Regions from separate parts of the Mus musculus genome. Here region 2 is linked to region 1. Evidence: chromatin contacts called from public HiChIP or PLAC-seq data. All regions are on one chromosome and are shown on one strand. The core of a region is the stretch at or near the end of the contact, and the rest is flanking DNA. Distances in the headings are between cores, read along the strand shown.

Region 1 (4,657 bases), core at 235-2,734:
GCTAAATGGGAGGGAGTGGGGCAGAAATCCCCAAATGCTGGAATTCAATGTGTCTATTGCCACACCCTCTTTGTGCTGTCATGACGATCATACCAAGGGCCTGGTGCATGGTAGGCAAGCCATTGAGACAAAGAACCACAAGTCTGTGAAAGCAAAAGACATAGACTCTCGATTGTGAATAGTGGTGGTAAGCTCTAAGGCTGGCACCAAGAGATAGGGGGTGACTTGTTAGTGGAAGATAAAGGCTGCTGCAAAGAGTGTGCTAACGCTAACTAGCTTTAGTTAGTTTTGTGGCCACAACAGTTTTCTGCTTCAGTGTGCGAAGGATATGGTTCCCAAGAGACACTGTGGTTTCCTGCCTGCAAGGAAAGAGGCCAGAGAGTCCTTTCTGAAGTTACAGCCCTGGAGAGGCCTAAGTCTGAAACAACTCCCATCCCAGCCCCCCTGTGGGAGCCACCACATCTCCAACTGCAAGGGCTTCCGGTCTGATATATGGACCCCACCCGACTCCAAGTTAACAGGGAGTTTGCCAGGTCCTTGGAAGGTGTCAGAAGACAAGAATCTTTGAGTGAGAGCCAAAAGATGTGGCTCCCCCCAACCCCAAGAGGAGTGAGCACCTAACTACATGTCACAGTCCTTCAAAGGGCAGGCAGAGTCTCTTAGGCCAAGGGCAGAAGTTGGGTCCGGACAAACAGAGTGGACATTCTTCCTGGGAGAAAAAGGGTGGCGCTGCCTCCTGTACTCTGGGCCCTTCTTTCTTTCTCTGTAGAGTTAGCGCTCCAGAAGCCTTCACCCCTAGACCTAGCCCTGGATCTCTCTCGACCTCTTCCCAGCTTCTATGCTGTACTCCCCACAGTCCCAGGCCTCTTTCTGCTCCTCCCCATCTTCAGGGATTTCCCCGCCCCTGCCCCCCCCCCCCCCCCCCCCCGCCGTCATCGCTTGGTTACCTACCCCCATTCTCTAAGATCTCCTTCCCTCAACCCCCATTGGCTTGGTCCCCTTCCCAACTAGCTCCACCCTGTAGGCACTGTCACTTCTCGGAAGAGAGGAGGCAGGAAGCTGGGAAGCAGCCAGTCTTCTGTCCTCCCACGTCCCTGCATACCCGGGTGCACTACAGCTCTCCAACTCCAGCTTTCACCCACCCCGCCCTTATCCAAACGGGTTTGCTCCCTGTGTGCCCCTTCCTTGCCTCCGTGTGTTCCCCACACATTCCCACGCACCCCTTCTTTGACCTACAGCGCAATTTTCAGAATGCCACGTTCTCCCATCCCCCTGCCCTCCCGCCCCACGGACCCTGTCCCTTCCTGCTGCCTGGAGACTAGGAACTTCTGCACTCGAGGATACTATAGACATAGCCTCCCGATATTGTTCACCAGGCGCCAAGCACATCAGAAAATGTGCCACCCATTCCCAACACCTCTTCAGAGCATTCTGGCTTCCTAAGCGTAGATCCTGTCCCGGGGCGAGGACCTGAGCACTTCAGGGTCCAAATAGCAGTCTACGGCGCCACCTGGTGGCCATTCTAACAACACGGAATTCATGGGCAGAGGGGCGTAGCCCAGCGGCGGGAACAGTCGGCGGGGGTGGAGGGGAGGGGCAGGTGAAATTACTCAATTTCAAGGAGGGGCTGCCCCAGTAGCTGTCCCTTTCAGTTCCACAGGACTCCAGGCCCCCGAGTTTCATCCAAATGTCCATTTTACTTCTCTTCCAAATGTCAGGCATTCCTGGTTATACTGAAGCCAAAAGCCAGGAACAGTAATTGAAAGATAGGTAGAAATGCAACATGGAGGAAGAGAAGTCAGGGTCCTGCTGGCCCTAGGGTCCGGAGCAGAGTGTAAGGAGCTTAGGGATGGAGAGGATGTAGCCACAGGCAGTTTGGGCACCCCATCCCCACCCCACCCCCGCAAACCTACTCATCTCCAGAAAAAGAGACCCACTAGTTAGGTACAAAACAGAGAAATGGGGCCAGTGGCAGGTTCTAGGCCAGAAAAGGCCCAAAGATGAGCCAAAATGCCTAAATCAAGAACTCAGAAAAACAACGCTCATACACATTATGTCAAAGCAATACAGAACCCAGACAAAAGAGCCCTCTTGTGGTCAAAGCTGAACAATTGCAACAACAAAGATAAGCAAAGGGTGTGTGTTGGAATAGCCAAAAGTATGAAATTAGTATCCCAGAGTCCAGCCCGTGTGACTAAATCAATGGATGGCAATGAGGCTCTCACAAAGAATCCTACACCGAAGCAGCGCAGGTTCCAGCTGAGGCTTTAAACCTCCACTCTTCCTGTTCCTTTCCCAGAGCTAAGCAGAGGTGACCATCCTGAAGAGGCACAACAAACACAGTGCAGTATCAACATCAGCAGTCCTGAGCCACGGAGCAGAACAGATTGACAGTGAGGACTCCAAAGGTGACCTGGGGACATTGCCCAAGCCCCCTGTCTCAGTCCCACCCTGAGGAAAATTATGGGCAGCCCTGGGTGGAGGAAAGCCCTAGTACAGACTGACCTGCCATGCTTTTAACCACCTGAGTCATCAGAGACAGGTTGTCATTGCCTGAGGAGTTGTGGTGACTCAGAGTTATGGAAGAGCCTAGACAGATATCTGGGGCAGAGGAGAACATGGGGAAATATGAAGAAACTGGGGAATATGAATAGACCCATGGACTTCGGTTAAAAATAGTGCATCAGCTTGGGAGTCAGCACGGGTGTCAGTCAGGGCATTGGCTGCACAAGCATGAAGCCCTAAAAGCCAGGCCTGTAACCTGAGCTCTGAGGGGGTGGGAGGCAAAAACTGAAGGATGGCTGGGGCTCCATGGCTAGTCAGACTAACAAACAAACAAACAAACAAAACCAAACAAACCCCAGCAGCCTCCAGGTTCACAAAGAGATCAGGAGAAAAAGACAAAAATGACAGAGAAAGACACTTGATGTCTTCCCTTGGCTCTATGTCTGAGAATGCATGCACTCATACATACCACATGCACACACATACACATCACATGCACATACATGTACCATATGCATACACCACACACAGAGTAATGCATGAATATTACAGCAACAAATACATCACAGGAAAGCAAAACTGGCTTCATACTGCGTATTATGTGTTTGGGATTTCTATACATATAATACTGTTCGTAAAATCGTTACTGTTGGGGGGTGGTCTATGTGGTTGGGGGGCTGGCTATGCTGGGGTTACAAGTGTGGACTACCCTTTGCCTTGATTCCATTGTTCTTGAAAACAGATTTATTTATTTAATCTATATGAGTACACTCTCTTCAGACACCAGAAGAGGGCGTCAGATCCCATTACAGATGGTTGTGAGCCACCATGTGGTTGCTGGGAATTGAACCCAGGTCCTTTGGAAGTGCAGTCAGTGCTCTTAACCGCTGAGCCATCTCTCCAGCCCTTGATTCCATTTTTTTTTTTAATTATTGTCTTGTTTTGTTTTATTTTTCAAGACAGGATTTCTGTATGTAACAGAACCATTGGCTGTCCTGGACTCACTCTGTAGACCAGTCTGGCCTGAAATTCAAGAGATCTGCCTGCCTCTGCCTCCTAAAGGCTGGGATTAAAGGTGTGAGACACCACAACCATCCTTTTTTTTTTTTTTGAGACAAGTTCTTACCATGTAGACTAGGCTGGCTGTACTGGCTGGTTATCAGTGTCGACTTGACACAAGTCTATCAGAGAAAAAGGAGGCTCAGTTGAGAAAAATCCCTCTGTAAGATCCAGTTGTAAGGCATTTTCTCAATTAGTGATTGATGGGGAAGGGTCCAGCCCATTGTGGGCGGTGTCACCCCTTTGCTGATGGTCCAGGGCTCTACAAGAAGTCAGCTGAGTAAACCATGGAAAGTAAGCCACGGGAAACAAGCAGTTAACCAGCATCCTTCCATGGCCTCTGCATCAGCTCCTGCCTCCAGGTTCCAGTCTTGTTTGAGTCCCTGTCCTGATTTTCTCCAGTAATGGACTATGATCTGGAAGTGTAAGCCAAATCAACCCTTTTCCTCCCAACTAGATTTTTGGTAACGGTGCTTTCATCACTTCATCACGGTAACAGAAACCCTAAGACACTGGCCTTGAACGCACAGACATCCATCTGCCTCCGCCTCCCAGGGTCTGAAATCAAAGGCATGCACCACCACACTCAGTTCTCAGTTCTAGTTTGTAAACTGCTATACAAATAAATTTTGTGTTTGTTTACCCAACCCTCCCCTGACTGGGCTCCGGGAAACATGGAAGCCCCTCCCAATTCACAGGGCTCCGAGACTGATTGACAAGGGGTTTTGGAAAGTCCTTGGAGCGCTGGTAATGCTGCCAATGAAGTGGAACTCCAGCAAGGCAGGGCCAAAGGGCCTTCACCGCTAAAGATAAGTGAGGATGATGATCACACTGGGCAGTGGTTAAAGACAAAAAGGACCAGGCCTAATGACACACACCTATAATCCTCACGCTCAGGAGGCTGAAGCGAGCAGATCCTTCCGAACCAGAGGCCATAGAGCTTGGCCAACCACGGTATCAGGGGGCGGGGAGCTAGAGGAGGTCATAGAGCTCGGCCAACCAGGGCATCAGGGGGCGGGGAGCTAGGGGGGAGGCCATAGAGCTCGGCCAACCAGGCTATCAGGGGGCGGGGAGCTAGGGAGGGAGAACCATT
Region 2 (4,562 bases), core at 7-2,506, 390 kb after region 1:
TATGTTACCATAGAAACCTGATTGTCCAGTCAGGCCACTGAGGATCCAGAGCTTTCTGCCTTCTTCCCCTGTCAGGCCACAGGCCAACTGAGAAAAGCCCCGTTAGCATACAGAGGCTAACAGCTCCATACAGTTTCTTCCTCAATTTTCATGAATAAAGCTGCCTGTTTCCTACCTAAAAGAAATGCTGGTGACACTGGAGGCTCCCTCCTTTAATCCCAGCCCTCTGAGGCAGAGGCAGGTGGCTGTCTGTGAGTTCAAAGACAACTTGGTCTATAGAGAATTCCAGAACAACTAGCTCCACATAGAGAGACCCTGTCTGGAAGAAAGAAGGGGGGGGGGGGAAGAGAAGGGAGAGAGAGAGACTGGACTGGGGTTGAGCCTCACCACTTGAGTGCCCTTCCCCCAATCCAGTCTCCCTTGCCCCTTCCTCTTAGGGAGGTTAGCTTTGTCTTGCTAGCTAGGAGGACCACAAAGAGGTTTCCCACAGAAAGGTACTCCAGCTGTCCTACAAAGGAAAAGCAGTATGGGGCACATCCTCTGTTCCAGGCCAGATCATGCCCTTTACCCCAAGGTCCGGGCTCAGCTGGCCTCGTTATCTCCAGACAGACAACGCGGACTCTGACCATATACGTGCCCACGCAAGTCCAGTGGGCTCTCACGTGTGCAGCACCCCCCACCCCTGGCAGAAATAACTCCAGCCTCGGCTCTGGAGCGTCCACACTGCTGGGACACGTGTGCGCGGGGAGCGCGCCCGGCAGAGCCGGGACCGAGCACGGCCTTCCACACCCGGAGACAGCCGGTCGATGTACCCATTAGGTTCAGGCTCCGCCAAAGCCGCAGTGTCTGAGCAGATGTCACCTCTCCCAGCCACCAATGCCACCCTTTTTCCTCCCTGCAACCCAGCCAGATTTGAGTGGGCGCCACGGGAAATGACCGGCTAGCACTCACCACACTGCAGCCGCCGGGATCGCTTCCCCGCTGTGCCGCGCGCGGGGCCTGCACCTAGGCGGGGAGGCGCGTCTCTCGGAGGCGCGCCCGCTCCGCCCTAAGTTTTTGCTGCCTTCGGCTCCCCCTCCCGGCCGGCGTGGCCACTACCACAGCCTCAGGCCACCCTTGAGGGAGTGGGCTTTCTGGCGTATCCCTAGGCCCTCCTTGTTCCTATCTCAAAGCCCTGAAAGACTGAGAATAGGTAGGAGGGAAGCATGGGGATGGGACGGTCTGGGGAAGGTTTGGTCCCGGAGCTTTAGGAGAGATGCTCCTTAGACACCGCCCATAAGACTCTGGTGGGCAGGGCTTATGCAGCATTCTGTCACAGATGACTTTGTATCCTTACCTGCTGCAGGGTTACTATGTAGAATAGTTCCTCCCCACCCCTGGGGAATATTACTCATCAGTGCCTAGAGATGGCTCACTGAGCAAAGGTGTTTGCAACCAAGCCGAGTGACCCCGAGTTCATTCACATAGACGGGGGAGAATGATCTCTGCAAAGGTATTCTGTCTCACACACACAATAAATAGCTTTTATTTTATTTGTATGGATGTTTTGCCTGCATACTTGTCTGCACACATGTGTGCCTGGTGTCTGTGGGGGCCAGAGGAAGGGGCTGACCCTTCAGAACTGGAGTTACAGATTGTCATGAGCCATCAGGTAGGTAGAGGAAACAAACTAGGTTCCCTGAAGGAGCAGCTAGTGTTGTTAACTACTGAGCCATCTCTCCCTCCAGGCCTTCTCTGCTCCCATCTTAGCAGAAGGGCCTGGCATGGTAGCAAGTATGGGCAACCTGCTCTCTATCCTTTATGTAAAACAATCTCTGAGATGTACTCACTGTGAGTTGGAGGCTAGCTTGGGCTAGACAGTGAGTGGGTTTTTGTATGCTGGGGCACTGGAGCACACGGGTGAGGTAGAAGGATAGGGCTCTGCCCACTGGTCGAGTCAAGTTTAAAGCTATCTTAATTAAGTCTGTAAGCCTAGGCCTGTGCAGACTCTGGAGTCTGTGAAGCCGAGGTGCCAGGCAGAGTAGAATCCTCAGGGGCCAGCCCTGTGCGTCGAATGCTGTCCTGGTACTTGTGGCGGCCAAGCTCCAAGATGGCACGCACCTCTTCAGCCACATCCCGCCGATCACTCTGTTCCAAGGCCTGTACCAGGTGTCCCACAGCTCCAGGCTGTCCAGTCTGGCGCTCAGCCCAAGAGAAGAGCATGTGTCGGACCTGGCCATCCAGGTCATCCCTGGAGGGGTGGTGATGAAGACGTTTGCCCAGGAACACACACAGAGGCTCAACATACCTCAAAAGTTCCTTGGGCTAGTGACCAGACCCTCCTTTTCCAGGCTGGTATTTGCTCTATCCCCACCTCCTTGAAATCTTTCAGCTAATGTGCAGGGGTGGAGGGTGGGGGAGATGTCAGCCTTGAACCTGAAGCTGGGAGTCAGCAGGATCACTAGAACTCCTGAAGCTCACCTGAATTCATGCCGGATACGCTGTAGCTTATGGTAGGGCATGCCTAGGTGCAGGGCCACAGCTGGCCAGTCAGGACCTAGGCGTGAGGCCACACTCAGCAGGTTGCTCTGAGTCAGGAATCCAGTTTCTGCATCACCCAGGTTCAGAGGCATCAAGGAGAAGTCAGTCCCCTGCCCACTCCCCTGGGCACCCCGGAGTCTCTGTCAGGAGGCAAGGATACAGAAAGCTTGGACCCATTCTCTTATCTTTGGTCACCCTGGGACTGTCTCCTCTTGTCAGCTGAAGCCTCTGCAGCCTCACCGGTAGCTTGATGGGCAAGGTGGCCATCCACAGTGCATCTGTACCCTTCCTCTGCCGGGCAGCCTCTGCCTCTGCAGGTACCTCCACAGGAAGTGAACCCCGATAAAAGGACACCTGAGGAAGGAGCATGCGGGGTTCAGAGCTGACCTCGGATCCAGGCACCTCAGTCCAGGATCCTGACACATGAGCCCACCTGTCCTCGAACATCCTGAGCTTCCCGGTCCAAGGCTGTGGTGATGTATACCTCCTTTACGTTCTTCAGGTGTGAATAGAAGACAAAGCAGATTCTGCCATCCACACAGTCTGGACGGTCTGGTGGGGGGGGCGGGGGGTTGGGGGAGGCAGGGGGGAGAAGCAAATCAGTAGGAGGGGCCAAAGTGTCACTCCCCAGGGCACCCTGGAAAAGAGACCTACCTGCATCTACATCAATGCCCCGCTCAAAGGCTGCAAAGAACTTCTCACCCTCAAACATCTCCACAGTCTCAGAGGGTTCAGGGCCACGGTAGCGAACCAGCAGCCGACTCAGGGTGGCATCTACCTGTGGGGCACCCACCAGGGATCAGAGGCCAAAGCTTTGTACCCAGCCTGGCCTTCAGGTCACCCCTCTGTCTTCCTGCTGCCCCACCTTGTTCCGTGGCAGGCACTGCAGCAGAACCTGCTCAGGGTCTCGGCGCCTCTGCAGTGCAATGAGATTCACACGGTGCAGTCGCAGCCGTTCCCAGGCCTTCCGGGCCAGGCCCCCCACACAGGTTTTGGTGGTATACCAGAGCCAGTACCTGGAAGTGCCAGAGTTGAGGTGTGGCCATACAGAGGAAGGGCAGAAGGGGTCCTGCGGAAGCTAGGGGACACTGACCAGGAGAAGTGCGTGACCTGGAAGCGTGCATACAGGTGGGTGAATTCCAGTGCCACCTGAGTGGTGATATCATCCCAGGTGGTTGTCAGGGGTGTTCGGTAGAGCAGATGCAGGTGGGAGCGGTCTAGACTGAAGCCTGGATGGAAAATGACAGAAGGCTGAAGCCCCTCTGAATGCTATTCCCCCCTCTAAGCACCCACCTTTAGTCCTGTGGCGTGCAGCTTCACCTGTAACGCCAGGAGGCAGGGGCAACTGCACAGTGACAGGTTGTAGGAAGCTGGGGGGGCCGCTCTGTGAAAGGCACAGCAGAGGGCTTACTGATGCCTCTGATTCTTCCAGAAGGGTTCTCAGCTCTAGTCCAGCCATATGCACTACCTAGACAGAGAACCATTTCAGTGCCCTCCTGTCTGCTGAGGCACCACCTCCCGCCACCCTTGGTACTACCCTGTCAATACCTGCATGGAGACTTGCCGAGGCTCTTCTGTAACCCCAGGGGGAAAAGTGACTCTGACCCCAGGATGACCTGAGGAGCAGAGAAGTGCTCCCTCTGGTGGCAAAAGGCAAGTGTTGGATACTGGGCGTAAAACGACCAGGAACCAGGAGAAGTGGGGCACCTGGCAGCGAGCCCAGAGCCTCTGGAACACGGGGGAAGAGAGAGTCAGGGCAGGAGACAGTGGGCAGGGTGGGTGGTGTCAGGGCAAGCTGCTCCTTTCCCCTCACTCCCAAAGGCCTAGGCAGCTGTCACCTTGGGTGCCTCTTCCTCCAGTTGGGTCTCTAGGTCATTCCAGGTGTTGTTACTCCGTGTCCTCACAACTACCTCACGACAGCGACGGACTCGTGGAGGGACAAAGAGCAGCCATAAGCTCACATCCTGTAGGCCACAATAGTGTGAGACGGGGCCAGGACTAGGCAATACCTGCTCCCTACCCATCCTGGACATACTTGCTGG

Evidence for each region. HiChIP or PLAC-seq counts read pairs in DNA pulled down with a chosen protein or histone mark.
Region 2: a contact with region 1 is called in a FOXA1 HiChIP or PLAC-seq map of pancreatic cancer cells. The contact joins the promoter of Slc25a22 here to the enhancer-like site in region 1. A contact is called at or near these places in 2 of 39 promoter capture datasets (liver and pre-B cells), 1 of 115 datasets of contacts at active chromatin or transcription factors (pancreatic cancer cells) and 2 of 9 other capture datasets (adipose tissue and liver).

What each region holds. Positions count from the first base shown.
Region 1 is chr7:141,046,922-141,051,578 of GRCm38.p6, forward strand. No RefSeq gene overlaps it. Among named protein-coding and RNA genes, the nearest start is that of B4galnt4, 12 kb to the right of the region's middle. Within about 2 kb of position 1,485, at least 297 of the 459 cell types and tissues checked have an H3K27ac peak or open chromatin away from gene starts, as enhancers often do. A contact at or near this core is called in adipose tissue, liver, pancreatic cancer cells and 1 more, where this site is marked.
Region 2 is chr7:141,436,618-141,441,179 of GRCm38.p6, forward strand. It overlaps Slc25a22 (solute carrier family 25 (mitochondrial carrier, glutamate), member 22), which reads right to left and starts at 1,257. Exons shown (of 10, transcript NM_026646.3): 1 at 952-1,257. Pidd1 (p53 induced death domain protein 1) reads right to left here. Exons shown (of 16, transcript NM_022654.2): 6 at 4,556-4,562; 7 at 4,359-4,484; 8 at 4,069-4,248; 9 at 3,841-3,988; 10 at 3,614-3,749; 11 at 3,386-3,536; 12 at 3,175-3,298; 13 at 2,954-3,072; 14 at 2,761-2,874; 15 at 2,461-2,660; 16 at 1,496-2,230. The coding sequence ends at 1,972.